Regions from separate parts of the Mus musculus genome. Here region 2 is linked to region 1. Evidence: chromatin contacts called from public HiChIP or PLAC-seq data. All regions are on one chromosome and are shown on one strand. The core of a region is the stretch at or near the end of the contact, and the rest is flanking DNA. Distances in the headings are between cores, read along the strand shown. Region 1 overlaps Rftn1 (raftlin lipid raft linker 1). Region 2 holds the start of Rftn1 (raftlin lipid raft linker 1).

The links. HiChIP or PLAC-seq counts read pairs in DNA pulled down with a chosen protein or histone mark.
Region 2: an H3K4me3 HiChIP or PLAC-seq map of forebrain shows a contact between it and region 1, with 5 times the contacts expected there. The contact joins the promoter of Rftn1 here to the enhancer-like site in region 1. A contact is called at or near these places in 8 of 39 promoter capture datasets (the C10 cell line, the HPC-7 cell line, cranial neural crest and 5 more), 1 of 15 datasets of contacts at CTCF or cohesin (large pre-B cells), 3 of 484 Hi-C or Micro-C datasets (bone marrow-derived macrophages, embryonic fibroblasts and reprogramming fibroblasts), 15 of 115 datasets of contacts at active chromatin or transcription factors (the SCID.adh cell line, bone marrow-derived macrophages, craniofacial prominence and 11 more) and 4 of 9 other capture datasets (adipose tissue, embryonic stem cells, liver and 1 more).

Annotation. Positions count from the first base shown.
Region 1 is chr17:50,005,380-50,008,206 of GRCm38.p6, reverse strand. All of the region lies in intron 7 of Rftn1 (raftlin lipid raft linker 1), which reads left to right. Among named protein-coding and RNA genes, the nearest start is that of Gm52302, 28 kb to the left of the region's middle. Within about 2 kb of position 1,291, at least 85 of the 459 cell types and tissues checked have an H3K27ac peak or open chromatin away from gene starts, as enhancers often do. A contact at or near this core is called in craniofacial prominence, embryonic basal ganglia, embryonic forebrain and 3 more, where this site is marked.
Region 2 is chr17:50,189,215-50,191,952 of GRCm38.p6, reverse strand. Rftn1 (raftlin lipid raft linker 1) reads left to right here and starts at 1,456. Exons shown (of 10, transcript NM_181397.2): 1 at 1,456-1,732.

The sequences.
Region 1 (2,827 bases), core at 42-2,541:
TTTCCCAGCAAGGGGGGAGGGGAGGGGACTAGGGTGGGAAGGTGGAGGTGGGGTAGTGGGCAGGTAGGTTTCTTAAAGCCCTGGATCTGTTTTTATGGCCCTGGTTTTAGGACAGGGATTTCCTTTAAGATTAAGAAATAAATGTGTCTCCTTGGAATATTTCAATTTCTGCCAGGCTCGTTACAAGACCCACGCTGAGCACATTTTATAAAGCTGTAATAAAACGAAGTCTGACTTTTGATTTAATTAATAGCAATTACAGAGAAAAAAAGAAAGAAGAGCACATTGATGTCGGATTATAAACTTTCTCACTGGGCCAATATGTGGTCTCCCATCCTTTCCCTGTAGAGAGGGTCAAATGTATTTCTTCGAAAGCTATACCTTCTGTTGTAACAGTCGGTGGAGGGTAGGGTAAGCTTATGTCAGATATAAGTCTCAAACACTGGAGAATCTAATAGGGATCAAAGAGGGAAGGGGCCATTAATACAAATGAATTCCTTTTATACAAGTTGAAGGAAAAAAAAAAAACACACAGAATATGTTCCACTTCTTTTTTTTTTTTTTTTTTTAAACACTCCAGGTGTGACGGGAGATTAGGTATCCAACAGGGGAGAGAGGAGAGTTAATTAAAGTTTTTTGTTCTGACTTACAGAAGGAGACATCTTTTCATTTCATAAGCAGGATAAGCAGGATGGCTTTTGAGAGCTGTTGGTGCTTTCTTCTCCTTCCTCGGAGTGTCACCAAAAAAGCAGATCAAAGCAGCCTGCCTTCCTGATCTGTTTCCAGCCACCTTCTCAGCTAATGGAGTTAAAAGTGTCTTCAACTGATGGGGTGGGGCTCCTCTGACTCTAGAAAGGCCATCTCACTGTATTGGTAATATGCAAAGTGACCTCCATAGATGCTTATGGAAAAGCCATATTTAGCATGAATTAAACAGAAACCAGCCCTAAAGGCCCAAGAGGGAGGGAACGTGGCGGGTGCACCTCCCCCCTCCTGCCTGTATTTTATTCATCAACTCTGATTGACAGCTCAGAAATTAGCACTCAGGCTTGAATGTCCCGAGCTCTGTAGATTTACTGTGCGTCCCCTGTTCCTTTTGGTCCCTGTGATTCAGAGCCCCACGGCTGACATTTCCTACCCTTGCAGGGGCAAAGGGAGGGCATGTTTGGGAGAATTCCTGCTGTTTTTTCTCTTCAAGATAGTGACAAAGTGAAATAAGACAGAGTGAAATAGAAGTGGCCCTGGTGAGGCCTGTCGGAGCCGCAGGTCACAGGCAGCAGGGGTTGGTCATTGTCTTGCAGTTCTGGGCTCCTGCCGAGAAAAACCTGGCCTGGCTACAGCCACCAATGAAAAGACTGCATTTTGCCTTTGTGAAGGCGCCAAAGCTTGACATGGTTGCTATAGCTACTGTCTGATTGTGGTAGGCTTGTCACAGTGCTTGATAAAGTGGGAAGGTTATCCCTGATAGGCCCAAGTAATCAGAACCTTGCAAAGCTTGAGTGTGTGGATTTAAATTGTTTTTTTTTCCCCCTCCAGTCTTTGAAGCTGGGAGCGCTGAGGGTGGGGTTAGGGAATCTTTAGCTACAGAAGCCACAGGACTTTCTTTCAGCTATAGCGGGAAACCTGTACTGGGCTGGAAGGAAGGTGTCCTTATGTCTTGAGGGACAACAGAAATGAGGGTCAGGCTGACTACCTGCTAAGCCATGGCTGGCATGATGGTGGCTTTGAGCAATGCTGCAAAGACCCTCTCGTGACCCGTCCTGTAAATTAATTCGGCTGTTTCTTTGTGGTCCCTGCCTTTTCTGGCCCTGGCCTTTCCCCCTGCCTTTCCCCGCCACTGCATTCTCCCCGCCACTGCATTCTCCCAGACACTGCAGATCCTTGGCCACCTTTCTCTTCCTATGGGTGATAAGAACAGTTCAATTGAAAATGACAGCGCGAGGATTTTTAGCTCCAAAGTTATAGGCACCATTTTTTTTTTCTTCAGAAGGGAACTAAGAGTTTATCCGGGTGGCAGTTTTTTTGCTCAGTGGCACAGAGACTGCAATAGTGACTCTCTATAGATTCTGGCATGCTTTCGGAAGTCCTAGGTCAGTGGGACTAGGTCTTTGAACCTACATTTCCCGCAAGTTCCCAACTGAGGTCTGTGCCACAGTTGCCTGACCAAGGTGTAGACGCCACGGCATAGGTCTGATCTTCACAGTTTAGAAAACCACAGATAGATCTGTTACCTATCAGGATTCAGGTGACTTGGAAGCCAGGATGACATTGGTGCCCAGTTCTGGAAACTTTCAAAGCCATTTGAAAAAGTAGATTATTTCCTCAGCCTCGCTCCCAGCTCCCTAGCTCAAAGCATCCAGACCCACCAGCATTACTCCCTAGCCTACGCTCCAGGTGGCTCCAGCAGGCCCTACTCTAAGAAAAGTACACTTCTCCAAGTGAAGCCCACCCTGCTACCATGTACCTGGCCAGGAAGCCTGCTTTGACCAGAGCCAAGGTTCTTTGCTTTCTTGCTGACACTCTAAAGTTACTACAGCCCACCAGCAGCCCAGTGTATACTTGCTTGCATGCAGTTCACCTTCTGTGCACAGCTCCCAGATAACAAGGGAAATGAATCTATGTTGCTCCCTTCGGTGCCAAACCGAGAAATTGTTTATTCTGGGACTATTTTGGGTGACTATTGCCTTGCAATACGGATTTAGGTCACCCCAAATTCCAACATACAGGTAGTTCCATGATGTCTTGTAGTTATACAGAACAAAGAAAGTTATAAATCAAGGCAAGCTTAAAATATACTAGTGGGTTCATCAGAGAGGTGGTACAGCAA
Region 2 (2,738 bases), core at 207-2,706, 180 kb before region 1:
GTCTCTCCATGTTTGTCTCTCTCCCTCTGCCTCTGCCTCTCCCTGTCCTCCTCCTTGTCCCTCTCTTCTTTGATGCCCTGCGATTTCTTGTTGACCACTGGCTGGCACTGTTAGGTTCTGTTAGGTGCTGTTTTCTCTCTGTAGTGACCATCAACGGTCCTGAACACTGGTGTAAGAGTCCTGATTTCCAGGTCTCAGCAGGATCTTTAGCGGAAAGGCACCCTCCCTCCCTTTGACTTCATAAATAAATGTTCAACACTGGGGTGCCCTGGACCCCTGTCCTGGCTTATTATTTCCAGACATGAACTAGGGATAGGGAAATGTGGAGAAAAGTGGGCGGAATGCCGGGATGGGGTGGGTAAATAGGCAGAGGAGTAAAAAGACAATTCAGGGGCAGAGTGATGGGGGGAGTAGGAGAGGGCCACAGGGAAGAAAATCCCTGAGTAGCTCTCACAAGAGGAGTTCCTGTAAACAGGCAGTGCTGCCTCCCCCCTCGCGCATGTTTCTAGTACCAGAAGGACCTCATTAAAACACAGGGTCTAGATCAGCCAGCCCTCTGCCGCGTGTAGCTCCAATGCCTAAGGACCCTTCTTTGCCCAACCAGAACAGGGTAATCAATTAAATCTCAGCCCCTTATGGTAATGATGATAATAACGATAATCGCAGAATTATAGAACGCTTCCAAGCATTTTCCATTTAATAAGACACAAGGAAGTGCTGGTTGGCCGATGAACAGGCCCAAAGTCACCCCCAGTCACTGGGAAGTAAGGACAGAAGGCAGCAATCCATCCTGACCATTTGTCTCTAGGGTTCCTGCTCTCAAGCCCTGCACGGTAATTCTGTTTTGTTTTACTGGCCTCAAGGAGACAGGATTTCACACTTTCACTATGGTAAAGCAGCCCTGTTTTAGGGAACAGCCTTATGGATTCTCATTGGGGAATCCATTTTGCTAGGCTAAGATGACCCAATTGCATCAGGATCTCAAACCTTTGGATACCTGGATAAAGTCGGGAAAGAGGCTGAGGCCAGTGGTACTATTTCTCTTCCCAAGCACTACTTTCGGAGAGATAAACCTGGGAGCAGAAGCTGCCTGGGGACGTTCCCACCTGTGGAATGGGTCCAGAATGGATCTCTTTCTAGCTCTCCTCCCCGCCCTAGCCATCAATCAGCACGTTGATGGCCGTCGCCTTCCCAGTATTTTGGCTGCCACCTTGGTGCTCTCCTAAGCAGGTCCCAAAACCCAAGCCTGGGAAAGAGAGGTGGGGTTAGGGGGAGGGGGAGGGAGAGCCCGGTTGCGCGGCGCTGGCGACGCACGGGGCGGACGGGTCTCTCGTGCGGGGCTGCCAGGGGCCGCTCGGCTTCCCCCAAGAAGATGCAGCACAGCATATTTTGCACATGAGTTCAGAGGAAGAGGAAGTGTAGCGGGCGGACGCGCGGCGGAGGCGGCGGCGGCGGCGCGGGGTGGAGTGGGGGCGGCGGGGCTGGAATCAGAGCGCGCAGGGCGCAGAGCGCAGCGAGCGGGAGCGCGGCGGCCACTGGCTCTGGAGAGGTACCTGTGCGGCCAGCGCCGGAGGGACAGACGACAAGCGAGCGGCCGCGCCCCGCGCTCTGCCCCCACCCCCGGGGTCGCGTCGTCCGCGCGCCGCCCTGCTCTGCATGGCACAAACTTTCATCCCGGGACACAGCACGCTGTCTCCGCCCGCGCCACGGTCACCGCTGCTGGTCCCCTAAGGTAGGTGGGCGTGCGGCGGGCCGGCGAGGTGGCGCGCAGAGGCCTGGGTCGCTGGCTCTGCTGGCCCGGGATCCGGGTGAGCAGGCGACAGCTCCTCGTGGCACCTCGGGGGCTCCGGAGCTGTTAGGCGAGCCCCCTGGTGCAGGTCGCGTGGGGATGGGGACAGATCGATGGGACGCCAGATTCTGGGCCAACTTTTTTTCCCCCGATGAAGAGGGGGAAAAAAAGCAAAACAAACAAGCGAGAGAGCGTTGGGGTGAGAGGTCGCCTGCTGGGGGTCCTGGGCTTCGCAGGCGGAGGTCTGCTAGAAGGACGCGGAGGGGAGCTTGGAGGCTACAGGTGGGTCAGGACCCGGGGCCTTAGTGGGTACTGGGCCCGGAGCAGATGGGAGTTGCCACCGCCCACGTGCACCCGGAGACCTGGGCTCGACCCAGGGAAGAGGTGTGCGACTCTTGAGAGCAGGCAGGAGGGTACTCGGTGGAAATACTGAGAGCTAAATCCCAGGCACCAGAAATGGGGCTTTTCTCCTCTGAAAAGGGGATTTTTTTTCTTGCCTTGTTGTAACACACTTTTCTAGGCATGGGGCACACCAGGATGGGCATGGGGTCTGGGCGAGGAGGAGGGAGTGTGTATTTAAAGAAGCCTGACTGTCAGGCGAGTGCGCCAGGTCTACTGGCATCACTGTCTTTGGAGGCCAGAATCGCGCAGAGGGCAGGGTTAGCCCCGCGCGTGCTCCCTGATGCCTGTTGGCTGCTGGCTCTCAGCTGCCCCCTGTGGGCGGTGGGTGGTGTGAGTGAGTTTGTTTAGGGGCTTACAAACAAAAACTATTTTTTAAAAAGAATCTGGCACAGATCTTTGTATATGAGTGGCTGCCTAACTGCCCAGCAACAGACCCTCTGTTCATACAGCTGTTTTCAGAAGGGGCGCAGGGAGGTGGGGTGGGAGTGGGTGGTGGTGTTAAGGTCAGAACAGGTGTCTCCCAACGGCTACTATGGAGTGTCATCTC